Linked DNA regions of Oryctolagus cuniculus: region 1 is linked to region 2. The links are chromatin contacts, called in public Micro-C maps. All regions are on one chromosome and are shown on one strand. Each heading gives the region's core, a stretch centred on a gene start, on an enhancer-like site or on the middle of the called end of the contact. The rest is flanking DNA. Distances are from core to core; before and after follow the strand shown. Region 1 overlaps LOC100351413 (INO80 complex subunit C). Region 2 holds the start of GALNT1 (polypeptide N-acetylgalactosaminyltransferase 1).

Evidence for each region. A called contact is a pair of places that touch in the nucleus more often than the background predicts.
Region 1: a contact with region 2 is called in a Micro-C map of ear pinna, with 2.5 times the contacts expected there. The contact joins the enhancer-like site here to the promoter of GALNT1 in region 2. A contact is called at or near these places in 3 of 6 Hi-C or Micro-C datasets (ear pinna, psoas muscle and an unstated tissue).

Annotation. Positions count from the first base shown.
Region 1 is chr10:42,219,417-42,223,873 of mOryCun1.1, reverse strand. It overlaps LOC100351413 (INO80 complex subunit C), which reads right to left. Exons shown (of 9, transcript XM_070050282.1): 5 at 2,805-2,943. Among named protein-coding and RNA genes, the nearest start is that of ZNF24, 30 kb to the left of the region's middle. Within about 2 kb of position 2,988, at least 3 of the 8 cell types and tissues checked have an H3K27ac peak or open chromatin away from gene starts, as enhancers often do. A contact at or near this core is called in ear pinna, where this site is marked.
Region 2 is chr10:42,053,152-42,057,508 of mOryCun1.1, reverse strand. It overlaps GALNT1 (polypeptide N-acetylgalactosaminyltransferase 1), which reads left to right and starts at 1,397. Exons shown (of 12, transcript XM_051851988.2): 1 at 1,397-1,608.

The DNA of each region.
Region 1 (4,457 bases), core at 1,739-4,238, 160 kb before region 2:
AAGAGGGCAAAAATCAGAAGACTGGTTCAAGTGATCTATCCAAATGGTAAGAGCTACAGAAAACAAGGACAGAGAAGAGGAAGAGGCATTCTGATATTGTGAAATATGTATTTGGTGTCTGTCCCTATTTCCTGGCAGACAACTCCTAAAATCCTTAGAATGATCACAGTGTCTTTTTAATACACTAATGAGTTGACCCATGGCTGGTAGCTCTTAGGTAGCTTTAGGGTGGGGTTTGATTACCAGAAAGGCCAAGGCACGATCAGAATGATGGGATTTTCAGCCCCATCTCCTAAGTTTTGGGGATGAAGGTTAAGCTGATTACCAACAGCCAGTGACTTGGGCTATCTTGTACTACTTTCCCAGGCCATAGGGGAGAGCTGGATCAGGAGTGGGATGGCCGGGACTTGAACCAGCACCCATATGGGATGCTGGCACTGTAGGTGGCAGCTTTACCCACTAAGCCACAGCACTGGCCCCATCATCACAATTTTTAAAATCCAAATAAAATAAATATTTTTTAGAGAAGATTCTTCAGGCGGTGGAGGGGGATAATTTTTGGAAGACGGTAAAGAAGAACTAAATGAATGAGAGATATTCCAAGTTCATGGACTGGATAACTGGATGTAAAAATGATAGTTCTGTAGAGTTAATGCAATAAAAATTAATATACTTTTTTGTGGTGGAATGAGAAGGCCATGCCAAGGTGGCCACTGGCAAGTGAGTGTCAGTTACTCAGGAATGGCTTTGAAACCCACCTGGCAATGGAGCCTGCCTGGCAACAGGCTGTGATTGGTTGGGGCATAGACCACCCCTTGACCAGATTGGCTGGTCTTGGCTATATAAGATGTTGTTCCAACTGTAATAAACGAGTCTGCGGGCTGCTCACCTCAAGCCTACTTTCACCCGACTCCCGACTCCCGGGGTCTGTGTGGTGACTCCACGCCTCTTGCCCCCACCACGCTGCTCCTCTCAGAAACGAATCCACTGCAACATTGTTGAGAAATCAATGGCAACACTTTTTTGTGGAAACTAAAAAACTGGTATTAACATTTGTATGGAAATGTTAAAGACACTCTTGAAAGAGAATAGAGTGATAAGACTTGTTCTATAATCTATAATGTGTTATTTAAAAGTTGCTTAACTGGGGCTAGCATTGTGGCCTAGCGGGTTAAGCCGCTGCACCTGGGAAAGCAGTGGAAGCTGACCCAAGTGCTTGGGGTCTTGTGCACCCACAGAAGATGAGCCAAGTGCTTGGGGTCTTGTGCACCCATACGGGAGGCCCAGAAGCAGCTCTGGGCTCCTGGCTTCAGCTGGCCATTTGGGGAGTGAGCCAGCAGATGGAAGATCTCTCCCTCTCTGTAACTCTGCCTCTCAAATAAATACCAAAAAATAAATAAATCTAAAAGTTGCTTAACTAAAATAGTGTGGTATCAATGTAAAGATAAGTAAGCAGATCAATCAATGAAAGAGATTACAGCTCCAGGGATAGATTCACAGAAACCTGGATTCTTGAAATGTGACACAATTAGCGCTGCAGAATGGTAGAAGATGGGAAGATGGTCTTTTCAACAAATGATGCTAGATCAATTAAGTATCCATATATAAAAAATAAATAAATAAAATTTGACCCCTGCCCCCCACACCATACACAAAAGTAATTTCCATATACATCATAGACCTAATTATGAAAAGCAAAACAATTAAGGATTTCTAGGCCGGTGTTGTGGCATAGGGGGTTAAGCCACCACTTGCAATGCTGGCATCCTATATCAGAGAGCTAGTGGAGTTCTGGCTGCTCCGCTTCCAATCCAGCCTCCTACAAATATGCCTGGGAAGGCAGCAGAAGATGGCCAATCAGTCACGTGGGAGACCCAGATGGAGTTCATGGCTCCTGGCTTCAGCCTGACCTACCCCAGGCTACTGTGGCCATTTGTGGGGAGTGAACCATCCGATGGAAGATATCACTCTGTGTCATTCTGTCTTTCAAACCTTTTTTTAAAAAAGTAAGGAATAAAATGTAGGTCAGTATCTTCAGAATATTGGAAGAGGGGACATGTTTAGAATAGGATATTAACACTTTTAACCACAAATAGACAGCCTGATAAATCTGACATTAAAATTCAGAACATCTGTTCACTAAAAGAATGAAAGGCAAGCAAGTGTGTGTTCCCAGGATGACAGCTATGTCGTAAATGGGAAGGTGCACAGTCTCAATTTGACCAGTAGCACCAAGAACAGCTTCAATAATATTTAAAATTGTAATTGTTTGAGAATTTAGATTTGTTTAACAATAGTCAGAGGGCCTTACATCTTCAGCAGAGAATGTAGGCAGTAATTTTGGTAAGTACCTAGAAGCCTAAGCAAAAAATCAGACAATGTCATGATTTCCCAGGAGCAAAACCACAGAAGGATATTACCAGAAAGAAAATATAATTATAAAAATGGCCTGGGCCATTTGTGAGAAATATTTACAAAGCATAATATGGTCATTATAAGGATATTTAGAGGAGGAGGCGGCAAGGACAAAGCTAAATCTCACTCATCCTCCAAGGTAGCAAAACACGGGCAGTGCTGCTCTTTCTCCTGTTCTCCAGAAGAGGGCGCAAAGGGAACGGGATTGTCAACTTGATTTTTCAGCACTGGCTTCCTGCAGACTACCCCTCACTTTCGTTTTGGGAGAGATGACAAACTGTCAACACCTAAGTGTTGGGCTCAAAAAGCGTTACCCCACAAAGTGACACTGACACGCTGAGGACTTTGAACTAAAGGATAATGGAAGCCCTCAGAAGCAAAGTGTTTACCTGACTCTCGCCCACTCTGCTGCAGACACCAGACCACGGGAACCAGAACCCCTTTTCCTCCCGCAAGCCCAGGAAAGTCCTCTCTCCCTTCTGCGACGTCTCTCGAAGATGCCCATTCCAGAGGGATCCTGGCCCACACCTGGAAGAGAGGAATGTTACACAGAGAGGGCAAGAAGAATCTGGACAGACAGGCCTGGCCGGCCCTTCCCTCCCCTCAGCCTGTTCATGGGTCATACCCTTCTGTCTAATCACATGTGACCTGGCCGTCCATTCATCACTGACTCTAAGCATAAAGTAGTTTCCCTAGGTCTTTGGGTCTTCGTTTCTGAAGGCTCCCGTTTCACAGAGAACTTGTGAAGCTCTTCCCTTGTTAACCTGTTGTTAGAGGAGTGCTGGCTGTCGCCTTTATGACCACTAAGGCAACACATCCCACCCTTTCTGCCCGACATAAACAGCCTTCTTTGAGGGCCAGGGCACCACACAGGGGTGTCCAGGTGAAAGACACAACTAAACCCCCCACAAGCTTGTGGGGCCACCTTTGGAGGCCATCCTAGGGGTTCAAGGAGTCCTGGGCACATAATGAGTTGGGGGTGTCCCTGGGAGAGGTTGGAGTGGGGAGGGGAGACTCGAGAGGGGATATGCACCTGGCAGCAAGAGCCATGACGCATCTGCATGAGGCAGGGGGCATAGACCACACACGGGGAAATCAGTCAATCAAACCACACCAGTGACCCAGGAGGATTATGGGAATACAGGAAGTAGCACACTAGATCTGTTGGGGGGGAGTGGTAAAGAGCCAAGGCTCTGCCCCCCCAAACACTGGGCAGATTCTGAGTTCTCTTCAATCTTCTTTAATTTCCGGAAGATCCCTTTTGAATTCACCTCCCACTTTACCACTTTCTGTTCTGCCTCTCTCCTCCCTTGCAGCCTGCTCTGTTCCCTCCCACCCTGTGACCACCTCCCCCCCACCCCACCCCCCAGGCTTCTCCTTGCCCCCTTCCCTTTTAGCAATTGGTGTTTTCTTTCAGGCTTCTCTCCCTTATCTGGGGCTTGTTCTTAAACACAAGGCCCAGGCTGCTCGGGCCCAGGAACCCTAAGCTCTTCTACTCAACCTCTCTCCTGGTCTCAGCTGTCTCTTCCCTGGAGCTTCCTGGTCCCCAGGCCTCTTTTCCTCTCCTGAACACATTCCCGTCCCAGCCCAGGGTGGCAGCTGTCAGGAAAGAAGAGACGGAGTATGCAGCCACAGCCAGACCAGGGTTATTGGGAAGAATAATTCTTTATTCTGGGAGAGGGCTTCCTCCTCTCTTTGTGTCTCCTCTGGCACTGCCAGCCTCAGCCCAGCCGCAGAAATACCTCAGTAAACAGTCCTTTCCCCCAAATCCCCCAGACTGAGCCGACTGATGGGCACGGAGGCCTTACCACCCAGACTGTCAGGCCCAGACACACGGGGTACACCTGCCAAGCCAGAGGCCTCCTTACCACCTCTGCTCAAGGTGGCTTTCAAGGTATTAATATGGACTGGAGGTCAGCACACTGGTTGCTGTGACAAGCCACCTGGTGTACACAGATGCGGTCATTTGTATTCTGAAGCAAAATCTAGGGAGCAGCCTTTCTGGGCCCGAGGGGAGGGCCAACCCTTCACCGATGCATTAA
Region 2 (4,357 bases), core at 148-2,647:
TAAACGGAATCATACAATTCATGCTCTTTGGAATCTGGCTTCTTCCCTTAGCTTACAAGTATTTGTTTTGAGATTCATTTATTTATTTGAAAGGCAGCTACAGAGAGGGACACACACACACAGGGCAGGAGTGCTTCCATCTGCTGGTTCACTCCTCAAATGGCCACAGGAGCCTCCGCGTGGATGGCAGGGGCCCAAGCACTTGAGCCATCTTCCATTGCTTTCCCAGGCACATTAACAGGGAGCTGGATCAGAAGAGCAGTTGGGAGTGGAACCAGCACTCATATGGGATGTCAGCGCAGCAGTGCCCGCCTCAGCTTTCTGTATGTGAGGTTCCTCTCTGTTGCACCATCTACAAAGACTTTGCTCCTTTTTGGTGAATAGTAGTCTACTGCATAAATACACATTTTGTTTATCTACTCCGCAGTTCCTAGACATTTGAATTGTTTCCACTTTGTGACTCTTAGAAAATGTATGTGCAAGTTGTTTTGTGAATGTATTTTCAACTCTCTGGGGTCTATATCTAGATGTGCAATTGTTGGGTCATATGGGACTTTTGTGTATAGTTTTTAAATAATCTGACAAATTTTCTTAAGTGGCTTCACCATTTTACATTGTCACAGTGTATGAGGGTTCTAATTTCTCATCTCTTCACCAACACTTATTGTCTTTTTTAACACAGCCCTTGCAGTGGGCGTGAAGAGCTTTCCCATGGTTGTTTTTAATTTGCATTTCCCTAGTGACTAATGTTGAATATCTTTTTATGTAAATATTGATCATTTAAATAAGTTCTTTGGTAAAATGTCCTTTTCCTCATTTCTATTGGATTATTAGTCTTCGCATTCAGTAGTAGGAATTCTTTATACACATATAAATTCTTTATATACATATATTCCTATATATGATTTGCAAATCTTTCCTCCCAAGTATATTTTTGGACACAGGCTTTCTGAAGATCACATCTTTATTTCAAAGAGAATTTTTCTTGTGGAACATTACCAGGCTAGTCATAACAGACTGTGTTTCAAAAAACAAGTACTTTTAAAAAAATTCTGCCTTTTAACTTTCATTTTAGAATACTACTTGGAAGATGTAGATAAACACAAAATAGAATATTAAAATTCCAGAAAAATCTCCTGCTAAATTTTGCCAATTTTTTTTTTGGGTTACATGACCATATTTAAAACTTTTCAATGGGTCCATTTAAATAATAGAAATCTCTTAGTATTTGTTATTGGCTGGCAAGGCCTAAGATACAAATCTCTTAACAAGTAGAAATCCAATTACTAAAACCACGGTTGGCTGTGCCAGGAGCGAGTGAAGAAGCAGCGTTTGGTCTTCAGGGCAGGCGATGGCTGGGTACTGGAATTGGTACTAAGGAGGGGTGCGTCCCAAAGGGGGCGCCCTGGAAGACGCCCCACGGGGTGCAGAGCCGAGTACACTTTTCGAAGCAGTCCCCGTTCTGCAGGGATCCCGGCGATTCCAGTCCCCCGAGGCCCGGCGGTGGCCTCTCCTCTCACCGCCCACCCCGGGTCGCCCGGCGCAGGGCTCCGCAGGGCGGGACGCGGATCCGCCGACAGCCCTCCGGCTGCAACCCTCCGTGGAGCGGTGAGGGCACCTCTGTTTCCTCCCACCCCGTGACCTGCTCGACGTGAAACGGCCCGAGTTTTATTTTTACTTGCTGCGGCAGCATCTTTTGTCCGTACGCAGGTTCAAAGGGGGGGCGGGGAGAGAGACCGCTCGGCCGGGACGAACCCCACGCAGCCCCAGCCACCTGAGGGTCGGGCTGCGGGCGGCAGCCACGCCGAGACGCCAGAACCTCCCAGGCCCGGAGGGAAGCGCGGCGGCCCCGAGGTGGGCTCGCCGCAGGGGAGGGGGCCGGCGCATCCGGGTGAGCGCGCGGCGCCCCCGCCGTGCCCGAGCAGCCTCCCCAGCGCAGCCGCACGGGCCGCCGCGCCGAGCACGCGGCGCGCTGTGTGGACCGCGCCTGAGCGGCCTGCGGGGCGGCCCTGTGGCCCCGGCACGCCGCGCTGAGGCGGCCCAGAGCTAGCGGCAGCGGCGGCGGCGGCATGCCGGGCGGCCCAGACTAGCGCGCCGAGCCCGCGAGGCCCGGCGCGGAGGCGGGAGCGGGCGCGGCGGAGGCGGGGCCCGCGGCGGGCCCGCCCGCCCGCCGGGGGAGCCGCCGGCAGTGGCCGAGGAGGCGGCGCGGCGGACGGCGGCCCGAGAGTAGCGCCCGCGCTGCGGCCCGCGGGACCGCGCCGCGACCGCCCGGGCCGGCCCCGAGGAGCGCTCGCCGCCGCCGCCGCTGCCGCCGCCGCCGCCGCAGCCGCGCGCGAAGCGAGGTGAGTGTCCGCCTGCTCCCGGGCCGTCCCGGAGCCGCGGCTTGCGCGGGGCCGGAGGAGGAGGTGGAGGCGGCGAAGGCGAAGGAGGCCCGACCGCGTCCGCGTCCCCGGTCCCTTTGTGGCCGGCGCTGCCGGGGGCCGGGGCGCGAGCGCGCTCGGCGCGGGGTCCGGGTCGGGGACTCCGGGGCCGCTGGACACGCGGCGTCTGTGGTTGGCAGCTGCGGCGAGCAGCGAGTTTCCGTCCTAGTTTGACATTGAGTTAGAACCGTTTTTCTTTAGAAGACGGAAGTTTGTTTTATTGACAAAAATATCGCTAAATATGGCTTCTTGGTTCGGCCGTGTGTGGTACTTGGAGCCGCGGTGCCAGCCCGACCCTCGGCGGTCGGCGCGCCGGGGGAGGGGAGGACTCGCCGGCTGCCGAGGGAGGGGGCTTCCCGGGCGCTGCCCCCGACGGGGACCCGGCCCTGAATGAGCAAAGGTGTGTGGCTGGGAAGTAGCGGACTTGAGATCCTGTGGCAGCCCTACCTGGAAGAATGAATGAATGAAAATGTCATTTCCTCACCCTAGACTCCTACTTAAATATTCAAATTGTGACCATTTGCATCGTCATTGCCTGTCTCACCTGGCTACCTTTCTAAGTGAGGGTCCTGTCCCCCTTCCCCTCCAGTTTATGACCTTGGCCTAATTCTCACTGAGCAACCAACCCTTAAACCAAACTCGGTTATTATTATTATTTTTTTGCAAGTGTGGGCAATAGAGTAGCTTTTGTGATTGTGAACTGTTGCTGGCGGGCAGAGAATGTCACCTTAATCATACCTTGTGTGTAGCACACTGCTATATAATCCTGTCCAGAACCCTGGGAGCTAGGAGGTCTCGTCCTCATTTCACAGATGAAGAAGTTGCCCTGAGAAGTTCTAACTTTCTAGATCACTGGCTAAGCGGCCCAATTGGGATTCCGCCGTGGACCCTGTTAGTCTAGTGCCCTTTACCTCACATCTCTGTCTACCCCGGGACTGACCAGTGTGGTAACCGCAAACCACATGTGGCTATTTAAATTAAATTTTAAAAAATCAACTCTTCAGTCACACCAGCCGCAGTTCTAAGTGTTCAGCAGCCAAATACGTTGAGTGGTTACAGTTGAACAGAGGTGATCTGTGCCATACGTCCATTTATCCGTTAGATAACCTTTGAATGTTCTGTCAATAAGGCACAATTTTCAGTCCTGGATGAACTGTGATGCGGAAAAGAGACAAAATATCTTTGCCTTCATGGAGTTTGCATGTTACATGTTAGTTTGAGGACGTTTCCGTGGTACATCAGAGCCTTGCTGTTCCAGGTGTGGTTCATGGACCAGCAATATCCTCATCACCTGGGCGTCTGGAAGAACTTCAGAATCTCAGGCCCCACCCCGCACCAACTGAATTAATACTACTATGTCCAGATTCCTTGTTGTTTGTGTGCACTTTAAAATGGAGACACGTTTATTCAGATGTTTGTGATAACTCAATGTAATGATGGTTAGTTTGGAACTTCTTTTAAGCAGCAGGCTGCAGGACTCTTGGGAGCACTCTAAAGTTATGCAAATACTTGTTAAATGCCTGGCTTCCTCCATGGAATTTAAACTTTATGAGACCAGAGATTGTGGCTTCCTTTTCCAGCTATGTATCCCTGGAGACTTTATGTGTCTGGAAAGCATTAGGCACTTAATAAATGCTTGTTGAGTGAAATAAGGAGAAAACTAGGATAGTCACAATTTGTTAATTCCAAGGAATCACAAGGGAGGTAGTTCTCATGGCATCAGGTGAGAGCATGGGACCCAAGTCAAAATGAAGAGAGATCTTTCTGTAGCCTTTTCATGGAAGCCTCACCTTGGCTGGAGTTTTGCTTCTGGCTCACTTCCATGCCATACTTCTCTTTTTAATAATATAAAATATTAAGACATTTGAATCTTATACGTGTGTTGATCCCTCTGATACAGTTTTTAAAATTTATACTCTGGTTTTTCTTCAAGTCGT